Linked DNA regions of Hordeum vulgare: region 2 is linked to region 1. The links are chromatin contacts, called in public Hi-C maps. All regions are on one chromosome and are shown on one strand. The core of a region is the stretch at or near the end of the contact, and the rest is flanking DNA. Distances in the headings are between cores, read along the strand shown. Region 1 holds the start of LOC123413657 (polyadenylate-binding protein 2-like). Region 2 holds the start of LOC123408794 (serine/threonine-protein phosphatase 2A activator).

What was found. A called contact is a pair of places that touch in the nucleus more often than the background predicts.
Region 2: a Hi-C map of leaf shows a contact between it and region 1, with 7 times the contacts expected there. The contact joins the promoter of LOC123408794 here to the promoter of LOC123413657 in region 1. A contact is called at or near these places in 3 of 6 Hi-C or Micro-C datasets (leaf and seedling) and 1 of 1 datasets of contacts at active chromatin or transcription factors (embryo).

The regions. Positions count from the first base shown.
Region 1 is chr7H:83,202,077-83,207,699 of MorexV3_pseudomolecules_assembly, forward strand. LOC123413657 (polyadenylate-binding protein 2-like) reads left to right here and starts at 2,976. Exons shown (of 5, transcript XM_045106597.1): 1 at 2,976-3,376; 2 at 4,276-4,346. The coding sequence starts at 3,082. It overlaps LOC123410265, which reads right to left and starts at 1,344. Exons shown (of 4, transcript XR_006613016.1): 1 at 1,020-1,344; 2 at 621-724.
Region 2 is chr7H:83,517,671-83,523,293 of MorexV3_pseudomolecules_assembly, forward strand. It overlaps LOC123408794 (serine/threonine-protein phosphatase 2A activator), which reads right to left and starts at 3,069. Exons shown (of 2, transcript XM_045101836.1): 1 at 1,808-3,069. The coding sequence starts at 2,985.

The sequences.
Region 1 (5,623 bases), core at 1,726-4,225:
TCTTGTTTTGTTGATATCTTTACATATAGAGTCAGGAGATATAGAGTAGTTGATAGGAGAGGAGAAACAACCATCAATAATGCTAATGTCACCTCTCCATAGTACCATATGTCCAAAGGCACTCAAGTAAAAATTATAACACAAAAATGACAAATAGCAATGGGAGTTTGGAGCCCATCCATGTGATTTAGATGATGTGGGAAAGAGCATTGATTTTACCCTCTTGTGGTAAAATACAATTAGAAAAGTTCAATCAACTGCTGAATAGGTGCTTTAAGCTCATCCGACTTCCTTAGTAAGTATTTTTTTTAACTGTCAACTTCCTTAGTTTTGAAAATGAACAAATCCCTCTTATAACATAATTTAATTCATCATATTTATACAGACATTACCAATTCATTTTTCTGGTACGCAATAGTTAAAAAATAGGAACTGCTAGTACATCATACATATACACAGTATATCAAAAAGCATGGATAGAGTTGTTTTGTTATTAAAATGCTCCCTCTTGTGAGTTTAATAGCAGTTCATGATAAAATCCTGGGTCTCTAAAGTTCTTTTGTAAATAGCAGTTTTGGTAGAAAATACAAGCTTCAGCTAGCACCGAGTCATAAACTTACAGTAGATAGCTCTTAGAACAAGTAGATTATCAGTGCGTCGTGGATTTTTCAGATAGACAATGTTACCATGCTCTGAAGCCTCTCTGCAGCTACAGTCGCTCCTTCTGCTGTAGCCATGGAAATTAATTCATTTTCTCAACTGATTTCTTCGAATTCTTGACATAATGAAAATGTTAATGAGACTGATGTGCAAGTTCTCAACCTTGTTCTTTATAATTATCTTCTGTTGTAGCCAAGGATTACTACTAATTATCAGATGCTATGTTTGATACTATCTAATTTAGTGCAGACAACCAACGGCATACTGTGTTCAATTCTTGAGTTCGTATAACTTTGCAAACTGAGACAGTACACGAGGTCAACAGAGAGGAGAACACATAGTCCATATTACAAACGTACTCGTCAGGAGCGGAGGGAGGCGACCGTCGGTCGTCCTGTCTGGAGTGTGGGAAGGAGGGAGGCAACTGCAGAGATGGCTGAAGTAGCTGGATGCTGGATCCCAGGCGGTGGCGATGGCGTCCCCTGGACGACTGGGGTCGCTGGTCCAGCACGCATCAGCGGTGGCGCTGTCGTACGGGGAGGCGCCGGCGTGTTGGTCCTGGCTCCTGGTGGTGCGGGGCGGCATCGCCGCACCGGGCAAGGACGGCGACGGAAGGGGCAACGGAAGGGGCGGCGGAAGTGGCGGCTGCGTCCGATGTTGGAAGCGACGGCGAAAGGGAGGTAGTGAATGGATTTCCACGGGACAATCCCCTACCTTATTCTTTTTTTTGTGTGGTACCCTACCTTACCCTCCTCCGGTGGATCCCGGCGCCGTCCAGCGCCGCCTCCTTGGCGGCTTCGCCATTGGGCTTGACCGGTGGCTCGCAGAAGTGCGCCTCGCAGCCGGCCGCGTCGGGAGCAGCGGAGTCGTCGGGTAGGCGGCCGCGGCGTGGATGGGACATGGTGGCCGGCGGCCGTGGCACAGATGGGACATGGTGGCCGGCAGCCTCCCTCCCTCCACGCGAGCACGACCGGCGACTGCCAGATGGAGGCGGCCTCCCTCCTCCTGCGCCGCCCCTCAGGTCGTCGCGGCTGGAGAGGGAGCGGGAGCGTCTGTAGGAGTTGTATCGGCGCCGGCGTGGTGTACCCTTTGGAGGGGGGACGGGGAGGAGCGGGAGGAGAAGGCGGACCCGCCGACGCGGCCGCCGGACACGGCCAGCGCCGCGTGGTGGGGCGCCGCGGCCGCGAGCAGCGCGCCGGCCAGGAGGAGCGCCAGCGCGGGCTTCCTGAGCACCGCGAGCGTGTCGAGGAGGGACCGCCTCAGCACGTCGAGCAGCGGGGCGGGGCGGCGGCTCGGCGGTGACGGGGCCGGGGGATGGCTGCGAGTGGGCGCGGAGGTGCGGGAAGCGAGCGTGGGATGGGAGGGGCGTCGGACGGAGGTGGTGCAGGCCACACGCCAGAAACGAAACCTTATCTTAAGAGAAGGATCTCAGGTGGAATACTCCAAAACGCAAGGTTCTTTTTGTAAGAACGAAACGTTTTCCTGGTTAGTCACTTAAAGAGGGACGACGGGTTAATTACGTAAAAAGACAGGGATTTTTTCACAAAAATGCCACATTGGACGACCAGAAACCCTATTTGCTTTATTATTAGGGAGAGATTTACATATTTCCAAAAAGAAATCAACCAACCAGGATGAAAAAGGAAAACAATTAAGAAAAAAATAAAAGGGAAAATAAAGAATAAAGCAAGTAAAAAGTTCATTTCTATCCCATACTGTTGGGGTGGCGGAGTGGTTGCAACACTAAAATATCTCTGAGAGGTTGCTGGTTCGAATATCAGTAGCGCTCTTTTATTTTTACGGAAAAACACCTAGATGGTGTGGCCCATGACCGAGCACTACAGGCCTCGGTTAAGAAAAATGCACTTTAATCGACGCCTGCAGCGCCAAATAGGATTTGCGAAAGTTTTTACGGAAAAACACCTAGATGGGCTGGTCCATGACCGAGCGGTGCAGGCGCCTGTTAAGAAAAATGCATTTTAACCGACGCCTGCAGCGTCAAATAGGATTTGCGAAAGTTTTGGGCTAAAACCAAACACACCCTATGTCCGAGCAAATACCTAGATGGGCTGGCCCATGACCGAGCGCTGCAGGCGCCGGTTAAGAAAAATGCATTTTAACCGGTGCGTGCAGCGCCAAATAGGATTTGCCAAAGTTTTGGGCTAAAACCAAACACACCCTATGTCTTTTTCGGAGAGCACAGAGTTCAGAGGCCCATGAGCTTAATGATGAAATAGCCCAAACGACCCTTCAGCCCAATCCCGGTCCTATTCTGACACGTTTCCACTCCATTAAAAAGCCCGTTGCTCCTAAACCCAATCCCGAATTCCCCCAAGTCCCCGAGACACAAATCCAAATCGCCCTCGCGTTAGGTTAGGCCGAGGCGAGTAGATTGGACTTGGAGCTCAGCACGCGGCGGCCATGGAGGACGAGGAGCACGAGGTGTACGGCCAGGAGATCCCCGTCGACGCCGAGGACGTCGAGATGGGCGCCGGGGGCGACGACGCCGCCAAGGTTCGTGACGCGCCCGCCGCCGCCGCCGCGGCTAGCTCCGCTTCTCCCCCCCTGTCCCGGACCCCAAACCCTAACGACGGTGCTGACCCTCTTCGTGTCCAGCTGCACGAGCTCGACGAGATGAAGCGCCGTCTCAAGGAGATGGAGGAGGAGGCCGCCGCCCTCCGCGAGATGCAGGCCAAGGTCGCCAAGGAGATGCAAGGTGAGTGCCGTGTCCGTGTACGGAACCTGTCGGTGTCAACTTTAGGACCCGCATACGGGGCAGGGTGGTTGGGGAATTTCAGATCCGGGACACTACTGGAACGTTTGGTTCTCGGGCAAGCGCTGGCCTCACCCAGCCCAGCATGGAGGCCAATGGTTTTGTTCCTTGGCGAGCTCGCCTCATTACCCAGCTTTTGGCTTGCTTCCGTTAGCAAGTCTAGGAATCCTAACGCGCCCTAGGATCGCATGTTCTCTTGCTGCCGATTAGTATGGGTATGTTAACCAGCGGAGTAGGTTCTACGGGGTCGTCTAATTACTTCAAATTAGTCCCTTCGTCGTTTCTTATACGCGATTTTGGTAGTTTGCCTGCCTTGAGATGCATATAATGTTGTTTTACGCATTCATAATCCTCTTAATTTCCTTTTAGAAAAAGAACCCTCTTAATTTAACCAGTTGGTGTGATGGTAGTTCTGTTTTGGTAAAGCATAATATGGGAGTATTATGTAACCTTCCACAAAATGATGTTTAATAATAACTGCCTCTTTGCTTGCCAAAGCATATCCAAATGGGTGTGTCTAGGGCACATCTAGATGTGACATGGTTATTGCACATTTAAATGACTAAATCAAGCATAAAAAGGAAATGAAAAAAGAAAAAGACACATGAATCTCCATGTAAGATCAATGATATAGAACTTAGGTGTGCAATACTTATCTCACATTTAGATGTGCTTTGGCAAAACCGTATTCAAATGTAGTAACATCATATTCCTGTGTTGGATCAATCTTGGAGCATATTATTTTAGCCTTTGTTACACGGTTTATGCTGTAATTTCTACATCAATATTTCCTTGCTAATGTGTAATTTCTATAAACACATTGAGTCTTTGTACCCATGTAGGCGGAGATCCTAATGCGACCACATCTGAAGCAAAAGAAGAGATGGATTCTCGTTCTGTTTTTGTTGGAAATGTAAGTTTTCATACCGTTGTTGTCTAAATTTAGTTGGCACTCAGTACATTTCCCTCCGTCTCAAAATAAGTGTCTCAAGCTTAGTACAACTTTGTACTAGAGCTAGTTACAAAGTTGAGACACTTATTTTGGGATGGAGGGAGTAGTAGTTATGATCACCTAGGTATATGCAATACAACTGATACCATATGTTTCTTTTTACATGCGACAATGTTTGTTCTGCTTGTGAAATTGTTTATAGAAAAGCTGATGTTCAAGTTAGCAACATGATTTGCTTGACCAGCCCAAATTTTGTTGAAAGTGCTCTTAGATCAGGTGTTAATGTTTCCACTGAACATTCTATCTTTACTTTGATGATTTTTGTTTCTATTCTCAACAGATAGTGTCATAGTGCCAATCAGCAAGGTGTTTAGTCCCGTAAATAGTGCCATAACTTTGAACATGTATCATTGACAATCATATTTTATCAGTGACTTGAAATGCACTCTGTATTTTCTGTCTTTATCTTTGTATTTTTTTTCTGGTGCATTGATTGAGAAATGACATTGGCCGCAGGGTAGTCTGCTATCATCAAGTCTTTGAAACCGAAATTTTGGCATCTGGCTGAGTCTCAGTGCAAGTTCTAGTGATAGCTTTAGAGGGGGCAAGAAAAAAGAGGAAAAAAATCCATGAAAAAAAGAAAAAATATTTGAAAAAATAAAAAGGAAAAGAATATAGAAAAGGAAAAAAAGAAAAAAAAAATACAGTGATAGAAAATGCCCCCGAAAATGTCAGTAGAGAACTGCTGCATGTACTCCACCTGGCGCTTGAGACTCATACATGGACTGATGTGGCATGGTATCAATAGCCATCGGTAGATGAGAATCAGTGGCAGGGGTGCATAGGCATGACATGTAAGTGTGACCTCACATTTTATGTTGTGTCTATTGAAGAATGCTATGTTTTTTCTTTTTCATGTTATGCCTGCTGGAGAGTTTTATTCTCTGTAGTATGTGTCATTTCTCCCCTTGGAATTAATCATGTTTTAATAATAATTAATCTAATGGTTCTTCTGCCAGTTTTGTCATCTTTCAGCAAAATATAACCAATAGAACTTCCTTTGCTTTTGTAATATCCGTAGGAAGTGTGTATGTCAAAAATTTACTAGAGTGCTGGTGTTTAGGGGCGTCTATATGAGTAAATGATATCTGTAGTCATGATGTTAATAGGCATTGGATGCATCTCAGTTTGAAAGCATGTGGACATATATACCTGCTTTTTGCTTAAACTGAGGCAAT
Region 2 (5,623 bases), core at 1,819-4,318, 320 kb after region 1:
TCTGGCATACTGATTGTCAGAACTCAGAAATAGCCATTTTGAACAAACAAAATAAAACAAGAACCATCCCGTACAGGAAATTGGTGTTGATAATGTACAAAATGCAATATCAGACCATGAAATGGCTATATTGATCTCGATGTCATGAGAAGAATGCTAATGCAATCCAGGATATCAGCGTGGAGGTCCTAGACGGAGGGCATTGCTAAGATTATTCAATTATTTTCTCTGTTTATTGCACTAAATCATAGCATCAACTCCAGTTCAGCATGTGCTGAAAAAGCATCTGGGCATTGATAGTTAGTTGGTATCTTCTTTCTTTCAGGCTACAAGAGATACTTACGTTAGCGCTTCCAAGGTGTCCCGAGGACATACTAGCAACCTGAAAGCATCTAACATAGCATTTTCGTTATAACCACAACAGCAAAATTATACTGCTCTTTCAACAGAAATAGTCTATCTGAAGGACCAGAATATCACCAAAGAACTAGCCAGGACAGGAGTGCGTTGAAGCTAGCTATCCACGTGCCAGAACCAAGAGTTGGTTTCGAGATCTTATGGGTTTCAACTCTAGCCTAACCCAACTTGTTTGGGACTAAAAGACTTTGTTGTTGTTGCTGTTGTTGAATGTACTCAAAGTTCCATTAAAATGCCAGAAGAGAGTTTTCACAAGACTGGGTGAGAACAGAACTTTTCTGTCAACTCTTTTGCATCACAAAGTAATAAATGTAGAAACTGCAGAAATTTTAGCATTGTGGCGGAGTTAGCTACTAAAAAGAAAGGTTACATCAGCTTACAGGTAGGGATGAAAACAGAAGGAACTGAGTGCTGCAGCATTTGTTTTCATAATGTTTTCCAGAAGTGGAAACGAATACAAAAGGCCCAGAAATGAATACGATACGGACGCAGATACAAAACTGAATGTTCGCTGGAACTAAAAGACCCTTAAACAATTGAGAAAAACACGATCAAACTAGCAAATTATTTCAATTTATCTGACTACAATGTATTTCAATGATCTCCTAAACCAGCCGAACCTCATGGAGGGAATGTTCGCTGGAACTAAAAGACCCTTGAACAATTGAGAAAAACACGATCAAACTAGCAAATTATTTCAATTTATTTGACTACAGCAAGAAGAAACAGGGGCGCAAATGTTTTTACTGGTTAAAACCTAGAGATGTCTTGAAAAGTCATTCTGTTAGTACGCCCTAACACATAGATCAAAAGTCAAATCAGTATTGGATCAACTGAGGTTTAATCCATTCTTAATAAGATGATGTCAACGTGGAAATAGCATAAGATTACAGCACGTGCGTACAAAGTTTTGTATTCCAACCTAATACATACAGAAACAATTTCGTGCAAGGTGTTCTTGGCAGTTTTTAAAAACTTTAGGTAGCACTTTGCTCTTACTAATATTATAGCACTCAACTATGCATACAGATCCAATCTGTTAGTTCCCAATATGGTTGATATTCAGTAGGGGTCGGATAGTTGGCACATAATCTCATGTTGTACATGAGCCTGAAAATGTCTTCCTTCTACAGCTACGGAACGGAGTCCTTTACTAGAACTAGCTCGGCCCTGAAATCAGTATGCTATTTTGAAGCTTACTTGGGAAAGAAACTGAAGCACTAACTGATCTCTGTCTATTTCCTACTCCCTCTGTACCTAGACAATTGTAGTTGGCAATTACTTAGGTACAGAGGGAGTAGATAGGAGATGCACATATTAACTAACAGGATCCAATAGTTGGGCATCAGCTAAACTTACACCATGATTAGAGAGTGTTCAGGATCCATACCATTTGATAAGTGAGCCAAAGAGGAAATGCTGCATGATGGGCACCTTCTCAAGCACTTCAGCCTTGTACATCTTGAGCAGCCCACTGTTCACCTTCTTCCAGTTGGGCACGGCGCTGATATCATCCAACATCGGCGAATGCTCTGCAAAGGGCCCCTTCTTCACTTTTTTCACATACATGACGCACGCCAAGTACATGTACTCCTTGGAGAAGTTCTCCAAGATATCCGGGTTGTGGATCGACTTGGGTTTCATGTACTTGTGATCAATCAGTTGCGCAGCACCGAACACAAAGGGCAGGAAATGGTAATCATCTAGCCCCCAGACGCCGTGGGAGCCCGCAGGCTCCAGCAGGTACGTGTCCTGCAGCGTGCGCATGAGGTCGAGGTAGGAAGCAAACACGCGTAGCACGACGGCTGGGTAATCGGGCTCGGTGATGAGCCCGAGCCGCGCCAGGCAGTAGAGGAAGGCAGCGAAGTTGGTCTCATGCCCCGTGCCGTAGTCGATGCGGGAGCCGTTGCCGAAGGAGTCGAGGAGGTAGGGCGCGAGCTCGAGCTCGGCGCCGGCGAGGTCCGAGGGGGACGCGGCGGTGGCTGTGATCGGGGCGATCAGGTCGTTGACGGAGTCGGCGAGCTTCTCGTGCCAGAGGCGGAAGGCGGGGTTGCCGTACCGGGAGCTGTGCGGGAACGGCGGGGTGGACGCGACGAAGGCGGACAGCGCGGAGATGAGGTCGAGGAGGGCGGAGACGGCGGGGGAGGGAGGGGAGGGGAGCGGGTCGGAGAGCTTGCGGCCGTGCACGGAGGCGGAGAGCAAGGCGACGAAGCCGAGGAAGTGGCGGCCGTGGGTGGAGTCCTTGAAGCGGGCGATGTCGTCGGGGGACGCGATGCGCTTGGCGGGGGCTTGGAAGGCGAAGGGCGGCGAGGCGGGCGGGACCGGGAGGGGCTGCGGGACCGGGGAGAGGACGATGGCGGCGGTGTTGGTGGGCGCGTTGATGGCCGGCATGCGGATGGGGCGGTAGGCGGGCGGCGGGGAATCCCCGGTCCAGGGGGCGGGGGCGGGCGCCGCGGCGGGCGCGCCGCAGGAGCGGCAGAGCGGGGTGTGGGTGTGGGTGTGGCCGGCGTGGGAGGGAGGGGAGGTGGATGGCGCGGCGGCTTGAGGGGTCGATTCGGGGTTGGACATGGCTGCCGGCGGCGGGGGATCGCGGGCGGGGAGCTCTGCTCGTTTGGGTCGGCGAGGAGGGGATACTTGGGGGAGGCACTGACGCAGGGGAAGAGGAGTTGCTAACTTGCGACACGCGGAAAGGAAATGGCTGCTTCCGTTGGGCCGTCAATCGGTTACCTCGGTTTCGGACGGATCTGACAGGTCGGCCCAAATGAAGGATTTTTCTTCAAATCCATGAATTATTTTTAAATCCACGTCTCATTAATGCGTGATTTTAAAAAAAAAAATCACGTTTCATTAATCCGTGAATTATTTTCAAACCCCGAAAAAAATTGAGTTCGTAAATTTTCTTTCTCAAACCATTTTTTTTACTTCATGAACTTTTTTGAGTTTGTGAACAATTTTTTGAATCCATCAACTTTTTCGAGTTCGCAACCTTTTTAAAATTCACAAGCATTTGTCTTCGAATTCATAATTTTCCAAAATTCTCCTTCTTTTATTTCTAAAAGTCAATGGCGGACTGGGCAACACCGAACTGACCGTATACAAAAGAAACGAAGGCATTGTGAGCGAGATGGAAAACGTTTACCACCTGTGCGCCGGCGGAACGCTTCGGTCGGACGCATGCGCGTCGTTGATCTCTCGAGCTCCTCTCCATCCTGAACGGTCCGCGATTTCCTCCCCATCTCGAACGGCTCGCGCTGCGCCGCATCATCTGCGCGCCCCTGCGCCGCCGTCGTCGCTGCGCCGGTCCCTGCCCCCGTCGGCCCGCCCGAATCGCCAGTTTCCGCCACCGTCGACCGTCCGCATCGCCGGATCCAGCTTTCGTCCGTCGTCCTCGTCGTCTGCCCGCCATGGCCGGGGCGCACGTATACAAGTGTTAACAAAACGTCACTCAAAATTGCTGCAACGGCTATTTAAAAAAGCTTCAACCGTTGATTAAAAAAGCTGCAATCATACATATAAAAAGCTGCAAGGCAAATCATACTTTTCCTCGTGAAGTTTTTGGTTGAAGCTTTTCTATACACGGTTAAAACTTTTTGAGGAGTGACCACGCGAGATGCTGGAGTCGGAGCGGCGTTTGAAACTTTTTTCATACACAGTTGAAGCTTTTTCAGTCAACGTTTGCAACTTTCCCTCGTGAAGTTTTTGGTTGAAGCTTTTTTTTAACGGTTGAAGCTTTTTCTACACACGGTTGAAACTTTTTATCCAGCGTCTGCAACACAGGGGGTGAGATGCGACCGAAACGAGGTGAAGACCGACGGGCTACATCCATGATGCTTTCGACGGGCGGCTAAGGCGATGACCGGCGGCGACCGACGGTGAGGGCGACCAACGGTGAGGAGGCGAAGCGGTCGGCGCGTGCTGGGACATCGACGGGGGCGAGGCGCGTGCTGGGACGGCAGCGCGTGCGAGGATGACGGGGCGATGAGGGCTCGTGCGAGCAGATCTGACAGTCAGGGGGCCCTGATCCGACGGCTGCTGCACGACCGGTGCTAACCCTCAGGCCGGCGCGCCCGCGCCTAGCACTGGCCGAGCGAGATCTTCAGCTTGTTGTTGAGTAGGGCCATGTAGACGGGAGCGTAAGTGCTGGCGAGGATGTCTCGTCCTATTCTGTGCCTTAGGCGCTTGAAAAGGTGAGTTGGCGCGTTCACGTGTACCCCAAGCGGCCTGCCCGGTCGCCTGTTCAGTCGGTTGAACGCTGCATCGGTTTGACCAATGGATCGTTGTCAGTGGACTTCCAATTGTTTTTCTTTATAATTCATAAACAATTAGAAAAAAAAATCAATAATTCAAAGAAAATTGACAAAAAAGGTTTGTGAATCTGGCAAATTTTTTGGAAGTTGCAAGAACTCCAGGATTTTGAAAAAGTCAACAAATTATTTAAAAAAAGTTCATTAATCCGGGAAAAGTTCGTGAATTCAAATTGTTTTTATGAATTACATAATTTTGCAAAAATTTAAAATGTTTCTGAATTGTAAACAAGTTTCTTTATTTTCTAAAAATATTAGTGAGTTTTAGAAAAAATATAAAATAACTGAAACATATAAAAACTGAAAAATGGTAAAAAAATACAAAAGAAAACAACGACGAACAAAAACCATGCTAAAAAATCAACGAAAAAACCCAGCCATCCTAAAACTCTTGGGTGGATAGAAATGGGTCGGCAGCGCAGTTCGTTTACTGAAAAGGGGGTGAGCCATATACCATTGACACTCTATTTGGCGCTTAAGGCCCAAATGCCATAATGACATTTCCCAGATAGTTCGTGAATTCGACGCAATGCTGCTTCCATTGGGCCTTGTAAAAGCATTCGGCCATAATAACATTGTTTGAAAGCTTTATAGTGGCACAAATGGGCGGTGATATAGCAAGGGACCTCCTATGTGACGCTCTTTGCGTCAAGGAGTTGGATTTTCGCAAAGGGGTGGCTCGCCTGGGGCGGCCCAACTCATGATCGCGAGGTCAAAAAACAGTAAAACACGCAAGAACCAACACCTCTCCTAGAATTCGAAGCCGAGAGCTCTAAGTCATGCGTGTGATGCGCTAGCCACTGCGGCAACAAAGCTCTTGCTCTATTTGCCTTGCAATATTAGAAGAAACATAAGACAACGGCGGAACAACTGAACAAAATGTAAAACCGATTACACTTTTT